2 separate regions of the Hordeum vulgare genome follow, and region 2 is linked to region 1. The links are chromatin contacts, called in public Hi-C maps. All regions are on one chromosome and are shown on one strand. The core of a region is the stretch at or near the end of the contact, and the rest is flanking DNA. Distances in the headings are between cores, read along the strand shown. Region 1 holds the start of LOC123440478 (RING-H2 finger protein ATL73-like). Region 2 has its middle 53 kb from the start of LOC123440479.

Region 1 (7,378 bases), core at 2,103-4,602:
CACATTTGTTGAGGTCTAGGAAATAGATAACAAAATCTTCACTCAAAAATGCTTTTAAAAATAGTCTTTTTGGAGAATGGGGTTTCCCTTTTCTCTCCGAAAGCATTAGGAATATTTTTCTTAACGACAATTTGGATGCATGCAGAATATTGAACCATGTTTGTTGCCAAAAAAATAACACTTTGATTTTTTTACCGTTCCTTTTGATTTTACTGTTTACGAGGCTGCATTTTTGCCCAGAAGCAGAAACTCCATATCTGAGATCTTGTTAAGGGACTTGTTACTCTTGGAGACCACCGCCATTGTCTCAACGATCTCTTCGACTAGCTTGTGAAGCAACCGGAATTTGCTTGTGAAGTGGTTGTATAGCTTCACATGTTCATGCATAGTGGATCGAGGCAGTTCCTTAAGAGAAAAATTACTCAAGAGAGGGTCCGCCTGCGGGCACCACAACAAAATTTAGAATAGGAGGATGTTTGAACTCCTGGAAATATATTGGTTATTCATACTCCTACATAATATTAAATATTCTGCATAATTCAATTTCTTGCTAGTTTCCCTTATTTGCAAATGTTGCTCAGCACATGTTTTTTTTTTTGAAAAGGAGGTTAAACCCCCGGCCTCTGCATCAATCGATGCATGCAGCAATCTTTATTAATTATTTCACAAAGGTTTAACAAGAGTACACATCAATTCACCCAAAGCCACCATTCATACCTACAAACTCGATAATGTGGAGTGCTCTCACTCCACATATCTAAGACCGGTGTTGTCGCTAATCCATCCACATAACGTATCGGGAACAACAACCGGTGCAGCACACCTAAAACGCACACCTCACGCATACGTTTTGCAAGCCGCCATCATCATCGAACCACTGACCCATCATGTTGTTGCTCAACACATGTTGTTGGTGCAGTTCCTATCATATTTAAGGTTTGCGCTTGAACAAACTCTACTAGGTTGGTTCCGCACTAGAGTTAAGTTGTATATGTAATTGTTTTTAAAACACTAACACCCTCTCTGAGGCAACATCTAGTTCACCTAAACACATGTTGATTTTAAGATATTCATCCTCCAATTAATATAATGAAATATCGTACTGACGGAAAGGAATAATGCTGACGTAAGTTGAGCCACCACATGAAAAGGAATCGGTATTTGTCCTCTTCTTAATGTTTTATGGACTTGGAGTGACCTAAAAAACGTCATAGTAGCAAGATAGGCCAAGAGAGGATGGTGGTAGACTAGGAAGCGTCGAGTAATGTTTATTTTTTTGCTACCCCCTCTTGTTCAAAATAATTTAAATTCTATGTTTGTCCCTAGTTAAACTTCATTGGGTCCAAACATCATTTTCGTTGTTCCCCAGATATACTATCGTTAGATACTTTTTTTTTCTATCGTCTTGATCAAAATTTCAAAAGTTTATCTTGATACATTCCTAGAGCATCAATTAATTGGGAACTAAGGGAGTGGGTATGAAGTATACACTATGTATCCCGGGGAGCCTAACGTAGACGAACATGTCCGGTTGCCCTATCTTTTGTTGACATGCTCCCATAAAAGATTTCTCATGGGTTCATCCCATAAAAGAAGAGGTGTGTATGTGTTGTGTGTGTATTTCTGAACATGCGCGTGTATGCACGTGTGCGAGCATTTTTTTTTTTTTTGAGACAATGCGACGAGCATGCGTGATAACGGGTCACGGGCCGGAGGAGGTGTAAACTGTGGATGGAGTAGAATAGGGTGAGAAAAGAAAATGAGCTAATGGGCCAGGCCACTTCAAGGGATGACCACATAAACAATTGCAGTCCTCGGGCCAGATATCTTGAGTGGTTAGTGGGCCGTATTGATAATATTTTTTGGCAGATATAATTTGCTAACTTCATGTCGGAACAACGAACCTGGATAGCCGGAACGTCGTTGTCCAACAAGAATGCATAATTTGCATAAAAATATCCGTAAATTCATAAATTACTTAAGTGTATGTGAGCGTCTGCGATTGCACTGCGTTAAAAACGCACATAAATTGCACAAAAGTTTACCCATGTGTTTTCACTCGCGTCTCATTTCATCGGACCCGGGTCACTTCTACTGCCTCAACAAAATATAAAGATCACAACCACGGTATCACAGGCGACAACATAGCTGCAACAATTACAGCTGCAAAATTGTTCACTATTCATAATATTTTTTCCCAACCGTTCACTAGTACTGTACAATTTCCATGGAACGATTTCTCACACACATGCATGTAGCTAGGTTGTCTAGATCGTCTCGAGCTGTGCAGCGTCGACGTGCACCTGCACGGCCGGCGACGCCGGCGCCGGCTCCTCGGGTCGGGCCTCCGCCGCGAACGGCTCCTGCCTGCAGGTGGGGCACGTCTGCCGCGCGGAGAGCCATCGGTCAATGCACCGGACGTGGAAGCCGTGGTGGCAGCGCGGCAGCACGCGGACGCGCTCGCCCTGCTTCAGGTCGGCGAGGCAGATGGCGCACTCGGTGGAGCAGCACACGGCGAGCTCGATCTCCGCCGAGTACTCCATCGTCGGGATCGCCCGGATGGCGGCGCCCTTCCCATCCCGCTTCTTCTTGCCGCCGGCGCCAGCCCGTAGCGCGGCCATCTCCAGGCCGCTGGCCTCGGCGTCCCCGGGGTGCTCTGCCTGGCCGTAGCACACGCGCCGCGTGACGCGGCACGCGCACTGGACGAGCGCGCGGACCACGAGCGCCACGACGAGGACGCAGAGGAGCAGCGACAGGACCGAGATCACCGTCGCGTCCACGGAGCCGAAGGGGCTCGAGGGCGGCGTCGTCTGCCCGGACGGGCCGGGCGAGGCCACCGCCACCGCCGGCGTCGCCGCGGCGCGCGACAGAAGCCTCCTGGCGCTGGCATGCATGTCTCCCATGTCCATCGTAGCAACCTCTACACTGTCTCCCGTACTACCGTGCGCGTGCGTGTGTTTTTTTCGACAAGCGAGAGAGTTCTCCTGTGGCGCGGCGAGGAGCCGCTTATATAGCAGCCCAAGGGGGACAATGTGCATGGCATTTTTCTTTCAAAATATTTCGTGTCGCCATAGCGCAGTGGTGGGCCTCGTGCACGCTGCAGGCGATCGATCGATACGGGAGGAGGTGGTTCGTGGAATGTGGAGTAACCGAGTCACGTCTCACGGGGAGATAAGAAAGATGCACCTGACCTCCATCGCTAGGTGGTGATTCCGAACGGGCGGCAAAAATCCAGGGAAGCTTTTGACCATAACACTGAAAATGCTTTCGTCTACCACGCATATTAATTGGAGGCGCATCGATCGGTCAGAGCACTGAGATGCTTTCAGAGGCCACGCCTTAATTCACACGCAGAGCTACTGCTACTACTCTACCTCCGGTCATGCAAATATAGTAAATGGTATGGTTACCATGCGCGGCCATGGTTTTCGAGCAGGCAAGGCAAGTGGGGCTAGCTTTTTCTTCGTAGTCCTAGTGCAGGGCCGTTGCGTGGCGTACGTGAGTGCTACAGTGTCGTTGTCTCAAGCTGAAAAGCAACGAGTTCTCAAGCATTCTCAGGGTTCAGATTATTGCTGCAAACCACTGTGCTTTATTAGTTGTGGCAGCACATCTTTTATGCCCACAGGCACACGGGATTAGACACAAAAGCCACAACATGCCGACAGGGTTGCCTGTCCGAAACGAGTTCCGTAGGGCCAAAGCGGGGATGCAGCTCAGCTTAGCTTAGCTTAGCTTGATGAAGCTCTGGGAAAGTAGGGATTTGCCAGACCGCACTGACGCCCATCATTAGCGATTAAATCCAAGTTTTTAAAGTCCCGATCATAATCCGGCATGGCATTGGAGCCTCCACTAACCGCGACCTGCCAGCGCGCCAGGGGGTGACAAGTGGACCGGCAGGCGCCAGGGTGGCGCTGACTTGTCTATACGCGGCTGGTTCGGTGCCGGACGCCTTCGACGACGTGGCGTCCGATGTGTCTCTCTCTGTCCTTCTTGCCGGCTGCTTTCAGTTCCTGTTGGCGCCCGTCGTTGATCTCGCGTGGGAGTGGTCAGGACTCAGGAGAGATGCCATGTATGGGCTGGGCTGGGCTAAGATCGTGCGTTCATGGGCCCAATGTCACCTCACCCGAGGGAGTACATTTTAATTCTTGGTATTGATATATATGCAATTAAACTGCGGTTCTCCTACCCGTAAAAAAAAACTGCAGTTCACCTGGAAAATCCATCTGTCCACGGGATCAAAACAACGCGTCGTCCATGACAATCACACTGGAAAAGGAATAGAGCTATGAGACTATTCCGCGGGGGGGGGGGGGGGGGGGGGGGGGCACAAACCTTGCTTAAAAGGAAATCGGGTATTCGCTCTGTTAACTAGTATAAGATGTCTTACTGATTCAGATGCATATAGATGCACTTTAATGTTTTTATTCTATCAGAGCAAGTACAATAAGGTGACATAAGCAAGCTATAAAGATTAAAATTTTATATTTTTACTTAGTTGGAGGAGAAATAAAAGAAGCGGGCTCTTTGTGAGTACCCAACTGCAACACGAGATCCAAGACACTTTGTGAGATTGTAAGGTGGGTCAACTACTACTAAAGTAGTACACATCTAAAATTTACTATTATATATGTCGGCTATTAGATTGGCTCTATATGACATGATAACTCTTTATAATCGATTATTGGCTGTATTATTAACCATGCTCTCAATTCAGTTTACATGTAGTCTATATTAGAATATTAAAAACATCTTATATTTATGAACAGGGGAGTAGGTCCCAGTAAGAGATGAGACCAACGGGGATGGTGTGTCTAGGTCACATCCGCTAGGTTGAAAATTACAGGCAAGGTTTTGCTTGACTATGAAAATAAAGGTCATGTTTAGCAGCACAGAGCCACAGAGTTGCCATGCCAAAATTTTGCTGTTGACCAACATGCCATGTGTCCGTTTGAATTGCCACAAAAAAAATAGTCACAACCAACATTTTGGTTACCCATCAAGATTCTACATCCGAGTGCCGTGAGTTCGTGGTGATGAATTCCTTCGCAAATATTTTGGCACACCTGCTTGGTATGGTTAGCTTGGGCTTCATCCAAACAACCACGAAGTATCATGTTTAGGACATCCTCGATAATACGTCGTGTGAAATTTTATCAAGCTGGATTAGTAGATAAAAAAGAATGGAGATAAGTTTATTTTCCCTTGGTGAAGGTTGATCCATCTCGTTAAGAAGAAAACATAGTTGTTAAAAGGTTACCTTTTTGTAGTTAATGCACTAATTTGAATCACGTGAATGCAAGAATTTAATTGATCTGAAGACACCAAGAGAAAACTCATAATGGAATTTTGTTATCACATCTATTTTTAGGGATATTTTGTTATTGTATCTAGACAAGGTAGTAAGGGCGGACCTGCATAGTGCTGAGTGGGTGCCCAGAACCACACACAATTTATATTTTTTCAATATGTATTGCTTGTATTTTCTTTGAATTTCTTCAACTTTGTACAATAAGTGCCGGAAGCGGTAAAATGAGCTCGGGTGAACATGCAAAAAATTATGTTTTTTTGTGACATAGACAAATGTTTTGATTGCTTGCAAACTTCCATCATCGGATGACATTCGTGGAAGACATGGCAAAAAAAAAAGCTAAAATAATGATAAGCATTTCGGAGCATCGATTTCCTATACCACATCTTTCACGAATGTCATTCCATGATACATTGGTCAATCTTTGCGGAAAAAAAATGATTTATTTTTTGAATTTTACTGTTCACCTGAGCTCATGTGAGCTCGAGCTTAGAAGAGCACTTTCAAAAAAATGCCCCCACTCCACAAAATTTGTAGTTCAGCCCCAACGGGTTCTTTTTTTAGAAAAGGAGGAGTACCTCCGCCCCTTTATTTAAAAAAAGTAACAAACAATCCGCGGTTTCGCATAGTCTCGGACAAAACAAAGAGAAACATTCTCTTATATTGACCATGTTGCTCATAATATTTACTCACTTCCACGAAAACTATAGCTCCTTCCAGTCATTTTCACTATTTAGTACAAATATAGTTCATTTTAGAAATTCTAGACAGTGTACATCCATTTTCTAGTACCATTACTCATAACTGAACCTTCTTCCTTATGCTCCTACTACTTGTAGATAAAACACGAGAATCGGAGAATGACCCGGAACAAGGAGATGTACATGACGATCAGTCTAGAACACGACTCCCAGCTTTTCGTTCGGATTGAGGATCGCTGACTGCTGAGGAAGGAGAGATAAAAACCGCACCTTACATTGGAGCAAGGTACAACAACACAACAAACAAAAGGTTTGAGGATGATGGTATCTTCACACCCATATCGACGAGGAGAAAAAGGGGACGAGTTAAGAGAATGATCGGCGGCCCAGTTAATGTCTAGTGATCTAGCAGCTGCTCTGAAGAGATTTAGATACAACTATGAGCTAAAGATAAACAGCAACCAATGATCGAGTACGCGTGCACATCCCCCCTGCTTTTGTATATACGAAAGAAAAGGAGAGGACGTCCCAAAGAACGAAAGCGCGGGAAAAAGGGGGAAGGGTAGTTCTTAACCTTTTGCACAGGCAGTGAGAGAGCCACGTAGATACTAGCCACGAGATGCCATGCTACTTGCTCTTAAGCTAGGTTATCCCAAGCAGGCGAGCTGTAGTTCATTAGTCGAGGTGGCTCTGGATGGCCAAGAGCCTAATGTCCGTGCAGTCGCACGCGGCCATCGACCAAGCCATGTCATTTGATCCCATCCTATCCACTACGGCGAGCAATCCGGTCCAAGCATTGCACTGCAAGTGGTCATAGTTAAGCATGTCGTTATGGGCTCGAGTGCAGGAGTAACTAAGCACTACAAGTTATAATCTTGCATGTTCCATCCCTTCAGGTACTCACGAGCCACAAGACCAGAGCGCAAATAAATAAGGAGTTCTCTCCTCTCTTTTCTGACGAGGGGAGAATGGATTCTCAGTATGTACATGAGTTACCCATTTCAACTCTTCCGCATGAAACCGCAGGAACCCTATGATCAACTCGAGTTTCAGCAAGAAATAACTCCAGCTTCAGCGACTCAGAAACCGTGCCGGGAGCTTTTCATGCATCTGGCTGTTGCTAGTACGGCGGTACTTTGTTTAGTGAGATGATGGAACTGCATGCTGTGCCGCTAGCATGTCTGATGCGAGCAATCCGATCTTTAAATCCAGATCGAAACCCACTTATATTCGGCATACTACTTTGGGCGCGTGACGGACTGTCATGCCAGTCCAGGTGATGAGGGCACGTACGCGAGACGTGTCGCGGGCGGAGCGAAAAGTGCATATCGAGACCATGAGCTTTTCATACGTGTGATGGCCTCATGGG
Region 2 (7,391 bases), core at 1,649-4,148, 290 kb after region 1:
AGAAAATAGCATACGGTGGGTAAACAAATTACTATTGGAAAATTAATAGAAGAACGAATAATTATGACGATATCCAAGACAATGATCATGTATATAGGCATCACGTCCAAGACAAGTAGACTGACTCCTGTCTGCATCTACTACTATTACTCCACACATCGACCGCTATCCAGCATGCATCTAGTGTATTAAGTTCATGAAAAAATGGAGTGACGCTTTAAGAATGATGACATGATGTAGACAAGATCTATTCATGTAGGAATAGACCCCATCGTTTTATCCTTAATAGCAACGATACATGCGTGTCATGTCTCCTTCTGTCACTGAGATTGAACACCGCAAGATCGAATCCATCACAAAGCACCTCTTTCCATTGCAAGATGAAAAGATCAAGTTGCCCAAACAAAACCCAAATATGGAAGAAGAAATACGAGACAATAATAATCAAGTATGGATATAATTTCATAGATCTGATCATAAACTCATATTTCATCGGATCCCAACAAACACACCACGAGAGAAAGAGTTACATCAAATAGATTTTCAAGAGTCCATTGTATTGAGAAGCAAAATGAGATACAAAGCCATCTAGCTATTACCTACGGACCCGTAGGTCTGATATGAACTACTCACGCATCATCGGAGGAGCACTAATGAGGATGATAAACCCCTCCGTGATCGGGTTCCCCTCCGACAAGGTGCCGGAAAGGGATCTAGATTGGACCTCGTGGCTTCTGGAACTTGCGACGGCTGAAACGATTTTTCGCCGACTCCTCTAGGGTTTCTGGAATATCTGGGTATTTATGGAGTCAAGAGACGGTGGAGGAGGTGCCCGAGGCCCCCACTACCCACCAGGGCGCGCGAGGGGCCCAAGGCGTGCCCTGGTGCCTAGTGGGCCACCCTGGCCTCCCCTGGTGAGCTTCCTTGGTTCTCACTTTTCCTTCTGGTTCAAACAAATCTCCCAAAAGTTTTGTAGCATTTGGACTTCATCTGATATTGATTTTCTGTGACGGAAAAAAACAAGTAAAAAATAGCAATTGGCACCGGGCACTATGTCAATAGGTTAGTTCCAAAAATTATATAAAGTTGCTATAAAATAATTGTAAAACATTCAAGAATGATAATATAACAACATGGAACAATCAAAAATTATAGATACGTTGAAGATGTATCATTGGGTAGCACGTCCACATCCGCTGCCAACATTGAGGGAAAGTAAAACATGGGAGACATGTGTCGCTTTGGTCCGAGGAAGGCTACTGTCGACGCGTCGCCGGCGTGCGCAGCCGGTGACTTGCTCGGCTCAACGCAAAGCATCGTGGAACCACACATCGGCTTCATGGAAACAAAGTAGGCACGCTTCCTCTTCAGGTGAAGCACCCCCTTTCCCACTTCAATGAGCGGCGCAGCTGGACATAGGGAAGATACAAGGGAAGAATATGTCTCTGGGGCCCTCGCGGTTTGATGAGAGGGCTGCCGGACATGGAAAAGACAAAGGGATCAACTGTGGCTGACCGTAGACTAGTATATTGTATCTATGTCATAGGAGTGGGGTTTTACGCGGCCAGACGTGCACATAATTTTATGTTTTTTAGTTAAAATATATTTAAAATGTAAATATTTTCGTTCGGTTTATATGAAACCCATTTTGTATGCAAGAATTTCGTTTGGTTAATTTAGTTAGTTGTTGATTGGTTGGCGGTGTATCCATGGAAAAATGCCAAAGAAAATTTATAAGTCATCGTTGAAGATGACGTAATTAGCATACTAGCCGCACAGAGAGCTTCCATAGAAATCTCTGCCAGCTTATAAAAAGGGTGCACTTGCGTGCTGCACAAATTGAAGATGGAGGAAGAAAAAACTTTTTGGATGAAAGAACTGTACGTAATGTACGTACTTAGTCCTAGAGCTGCATTGACCAGGGCAGATCGAATACACAAGCCGGCCCAAGGAGCGCACTGATCACCGCGCTGCGCTGCCCGTGCGTGCAATATTCTGCAGGGTCAACGGCTGAGCCTCGCGACGGGTCCGGCGGCCATGGATCGCGTGAGAGGCTCGTCGGTCGATATACTCGGCTACATGCACGCCCGCCCCTCGTTGCGTCGTCTCTGTCCAAGACACAGCATGGATGCAATGATCAACCTTGGGATCAGGCCACCGAATTCAGGGGGCCTCCGGCCGCCGGACCGATGCGCGCACCCCGCGCACATGGTCCCTCGATGCTCGCACCGTAGGCTGGCCCATGATCCGAGGAGCGCGATCGATGATGCTTCGATCCGGTGCTCATCGTCACGTACCGGCCGGTGCTGCAAGTCAGAAGAATTCCGCTCGAACGCCGCACACAAATCGCTGCGTTCGTCCTCCGTGCGTGCGTGCAAGCCTGTCGTTAGTTACGTGGGTTAGTTTAGGTTAATCACGATTCCCGTGGGGGCTCGCTGCTCGCATCTGAACTTCTGAATTAGAATTTGGGTGTAAGCTTGCACCTTCCAGTCAAATACTATTTTTGTGTGAGATTGCAACTTCCGGTGAAAGGAATTGTGCAAAGTTATTATCATCTGTCGCAGCAGTTTATCAAGTTTTCAGTGCAGTAAAGGTCACAGCATGCATAAGCTTGTTTATGTTCATCCCAGTGCCTTGGACAAATTTCTCGTCAGACAAAATATGCATGATATATGGTGGTCGACGAACTAAGAATGAGTTTTGAGTTGATGCCTCTTGTTACTAGGAGTGTTTACTAGTTTAGTTCATATTGCACCTGCAGTCAACCCTGCCCTTTTCAACTCCGAGAATGAGTATGAATTGATACCTCGGCAAGAGTAGCCACGGGCACGATCGATGCACGCCTTCCAAAATGGCATCGATCGAGACGCAGCCATTGCTGGTCCACACGTATACACGGAGCCTTATCCTTTCGCAGCACGGCAAACTGTAATGACACCATACACCTCTCATTGCGAATACATTATAGTAGTATGCATCTTGAAAAGTTGACTAAACCCATGAATCCATGATCATAAGAGCAACTCCAACTGACCCATTTCGTCCGCTACGATCTTTTTGCATCACCGCACACAAAAGTAAAGGCCTAATACGTCGATCCATTTCTAAAACGCATTCGTTATTCATTCATGATGACTCATTTCGGGTTTAAATTTAAAGTTAAAATGCGTCGGTGCGGATGATGCGGGCCTTCTCATGTCCACGCCCGTCAACATGTGACACCCGGTCAAAACCATCATCGTCTTATTAATGACGACCATCTACCACGGATCCACGCGTCACCCATCCCCGGACGTCTTTTTTTAATTCGAACGTGAAAGGGGGAGGGGGTCATCCTCTTCCAGAATTTCAGAATACAAAACAAATCACTCGTCCGTTTTTATCGCGCAATTGGAGTTGCTCTAAACAACTCCCTAGGTATTTTGCCTTGCCTATAATCGGCCGGGAGACACGGTAAATAATACGTAGGATCAGAACATAGCACAACAATTTCAGTAAGTACGCAGTAGTATCGATGACTACCTTCGCCAACAGAAAAGTAGTGTCCATGAAGATATTGTTGGATCAATCGATGTTACTTTGCATGATTTCAGTTAGTTTGGATGGTTTGCTTGCTAGGATAGCTCACCTTCGAGTGATCTATAAGGCTGTCTTTGACCGGCTGGATTCGATTAATAGTCGGTCCTTCGTTGCCGACAATTTGAAGACCGAGATCAGTTGGGCCTTTAGCCCCCTGTAGCTGCGTGAGAAAAACAGAATGAGGGCTGATTTGCGGCTTCACATATATCTCAACTACTAAAACTGCTAGTATAATGGCATGCGTTGTTACGGATCATGTATATATTTGGCCCAATTGCAGACATAATCATAGTGCATGTCAAAATTTGCATGCATAAAAGTTATATCATGTACTCTAATGATCCAAGTAATTGTCTCTTACAAACTAAGATCTATTTGATGTGTTTAAGATATTTTTATACAATGTGAAGAATATTGTCTTGAGCTTCATTGCATCACACAATGTGAGCCGCACCCTCATTTTGGTGAGTTGTAAATTATAGGCTATCTATAGATCATTTGATTGGTGTTTTTTTCTAGAAATGACTTGTTATGTTATGTGGCATTGATGTCAACATATAGAAGCTTCTCATTTCTACTTTTCTTATGGGAAAAAACCAGCCATTCCTTTCACTCATGCACCACTCAACCGTCTTCTACTCTGCCCGCACAACCAACCAGCCATCGATTTTCGCTGCATCTCATCTCCCTGCCACAATGTTGTCCTCGCCATCTCTCCCACGCACTTCCCCTCCATGCCATGGCGTAGCTCGCGCACTCGTTTCCCCACCACCTCCCCTCTCATTCATGGTGTCGCCAGCCCCCTCCTCTCCCTGCCACTATATGGCCTGCCTCCTTCTCCTCCTAACAACTTCTCGCGCCGCCACCTCGGCACCGAGAGCTTGCCCACTGGTCTAGAAACATGGGTAGCTAGATCCACCAGGAAGGTGCAAAAGGGACCACAAACCTCGATTAGTTCTAGCCATAGAGCTGACCCGTTCATATGTGGGTTCGACAACCTGATGCACAGTGGTGTGGCACTACGAATTGGGATATACCTTCATGTTCGAGGCTGCTCACCCGAGGCCGATTTCCAATGTGAAAGTGCATGTAGTTCCCATGTGTGGTTTTGGTAATTGATGACAATCCTAATGAACTAATGTTTTCATTGAGTTATACATTTGAAGGAATGTTCTATTTGCAATGCATGAAGAATGAACAATATTGGATGAACTGAAGTATGTTTGTTCCATGAAGATGCAAGAAGGAGCTCGAATGAATTCTAAATGAATGCCATATACATATTGGTGTGCATGCACCAAGGATGAGCTCAATGATTGAATCAAATATGATACGATCAAGATGAATTCCATGTGATGAACAAGATGTGATCTATGTGGAGTTCATCGAGGATCTCACACATTCTCATGCTTTGGCTTATGGTTTCAACCATGATGGATCGAGATCTTGAGAGAATAATTAAAGAGAATAATTCTACATATGTCGACTTGGAAATAGGATCATGATGAGCTCATATGTTGAGTCATGGATGATTATGTCTTCAATCAAATAATTCAAGAGAAGAATTCATTATGCCTCTCAAGATATTATGGTGTATCATGAAGACGAGCAAGTTATAGACAATATGAGATTCATGGAAAAACTTGATATGGTCATGGTGAATTGAGATATTGGTAATCATTTCTTAAAGCAATGAAGCCTAATAAGAAATAAATAGGGCCTTCAAAACATCAATATTAATCATGGATCAAAGATAAATGTTGACCAAGATGAAGATCAAAGAGTTAACTCAAAGTTGGTCATCACACAAGCGCAAATGATGTACCACATGAGATCTTGTGGTATGGTAAGTAATTGTCAATTGCACTTTGTGTACTAACTCGTACTATGTGCTCTCTATGTCTGTGAGGGTTAGGTAATTCTCACAGGCTAGCATCAAGAGAGATATTCCAAGTGTCCATGAGAGGGTGACATCAAGTGTTCATGATCATGTTTGACAGGGGCAAGTTCAAAATAACCACCCCTAAGGATTACATGCTTGAACCTTGTGGATGTTCACATGATGGACAAGTGAAGATGAATCCAAAGCAAGGCTTTCCACATTTCATATGGGAGAGCTACTTGAAGACTTCATCAATGTCTTTCCTTCACCTTGATCCAAGAAGAAACAATAACATCAAGCTCAAGTGAAAGGCTCGACTCAAAGGTATTAGTTCCTTTAACGCTATTGGTGTGGAGTGATGACCGCCGAATAAACATATACACTCAAGAATGGATTATTGGTAGCTATGTGGTGTAGCTCTTTTATGATTCTTAAGTTTTAGGGATCCCGCACTATTAAGAGGGGATCAAAGGGTTTTGTAATGAACTTGCTCAAGTCAACATCTTCTATACACAATTCCACTCCTATCATATATCCCAAAGCAAAACTGTTAGCCAAAAAGGGTTTCCCAAATTCTATACTCAAACCTTTGCATTCATTGCATCATCCATTTTGTTTAATATTGGGTGGTTCTCTATGTGAAGACCTGGAGCTTTTCAATAGCTACAAAACGAGCATAAGCTCATCAAAATCGGAGTTTGTATGTAAAAGTTACGCATATTATACTATTGGTATGCTCGTTGTTTATTGGGGGGCCGGAAGTTCTGGGAAGGTTCCGGGAAAAGTTCCGGGGTAAACAGGAAGTTTGCAAAAATCTGACCCAAAGGGATCCCGGAAGTTACGGGCCTCCCAGAAGTTCCGGGGGCGAGAAGTTTCGGGCCTCCCGGAAGTTCCAGGGGCCAGAAGTTCAGGACAGGTTCCGGGCTAACCACAAACTTTACATTGTGTGCCTCAATAGGGACACGCGGAAGTTCCGGGCTACATTTTTCTGTGCATAACGGGCAGATTTGGTGGGGCAGTATATAAGGTACCCCTTCTTCCCCAACGAGATAGAGCCTTTGGATATGATATTTCCCCGTTGTTTTGAGCTCTCTCCTCCTCCCCCAAGCCTCAAAACTCCAATCCATTTGGGGGGAAACTATCCCATGGATCTAGGGTTCATTTGTTGACCTCCTCCATTGTTCCTCTCCTCTCACATCCCTCCATAGCATTAGTTGCTTTTGGTGTGATTTGAGAGAGGGGGATTTCAGCATTCTTGCCGTAAATCCCGAAGAGATTTCTGAGAGTTTTTTAGAGAGATTTCATCCAAGCATACATCCACTCCTCTCACTTTTGACCAAAGTAATTTGTGATTTGAGCAATTCTTGATCATTTCCCCTTTGATCTTGTTACTCTTGGAGGTTGGAGACTCCTAGGCGGTAGGAGTGCTTCGGTGAGGAGTCAACTTGTGATTTGTCCCCCGAAAAGTTTATGAAGGTTTGGAGGCCACCTCAAGGTCTACCACCAGTGGTTGGGAATCGCCTTCGTGGTGATATCTCAAGGAGAATAGGGTGAGCCTTCGTGGCGTTGGTGTGCCTTCGTGGTAACATCCACTTCTGTAACAGTGACTAACCCTAACTCCTTACTTGTGGTTTACTTTGGTTACTTGAGCGTACATTCAGTACATATTGTCGTCCTCATTATATTGTGTTGGCTATTTCCCTGTAAAGATTAATTATTTAGGCCTACACATTATATCCCGCAATTCATACTTGCTACTATTGATATATTTTGTGTTTAGTGTGAATTGCTCACTTGTGCCATACTCTTACATATCTTGTGATATTGCTCGAGTAAGTTTGTGTAACTTACTTGTGATTATGAGTAATCTTGTTGTGCTCATCTTAGTAGAAGAAGTTGGTGGTGCACTTAGTTGAGCCTAGTATTTTTA

Evidence for each region. Hi-C and Micro-C count contacts between places; a contact is called where the count stands out from the background.
Region 2: a Hi-C map of leaf shows a contact between it and region 1, with 4 times the contacts expected there. The contact joins the enhancer-like site here to the promoter of LOC123440478 in region 1. A contact is called at or near these places in 3 of 6 Hi-C or Micro-C datasets (leaf and seedling) and 1 of 1 datasets of contacts at active chromatin or transcription factors (embryo).

The regions. Positions count from the first base shown.
Region 1 is chr3H:538,688,672-538,696,049 of MorexV3_pseudomolecules_assembly, forward strand. LOC123440478 (RING-H2 finger protein ATL73-like) reads right to left here and starts at 3,353. Exons shown (of 1, transcript XM_045117043.1): 1 at 2,070-3,353. The coding sequence starts at 3,038. The coding sequence ends at 2,268.
Region 2 is chr3H:538,975,088-538,982,478 of MorexV3_pseudomolecules_assembly, forward strand. No RefSeq gene overlaps it. Among protein-coding and RNA genes, the nearest start is that of LOC123440479, 53 kb to the left of the region's middle. Within about 2 kb of position 2,899, at least 1 of the 3 cell types and tissues checked has open chromatin away from gene starts, as enhancers often do. A contact at or near this core is called in leaf, where this site is marked.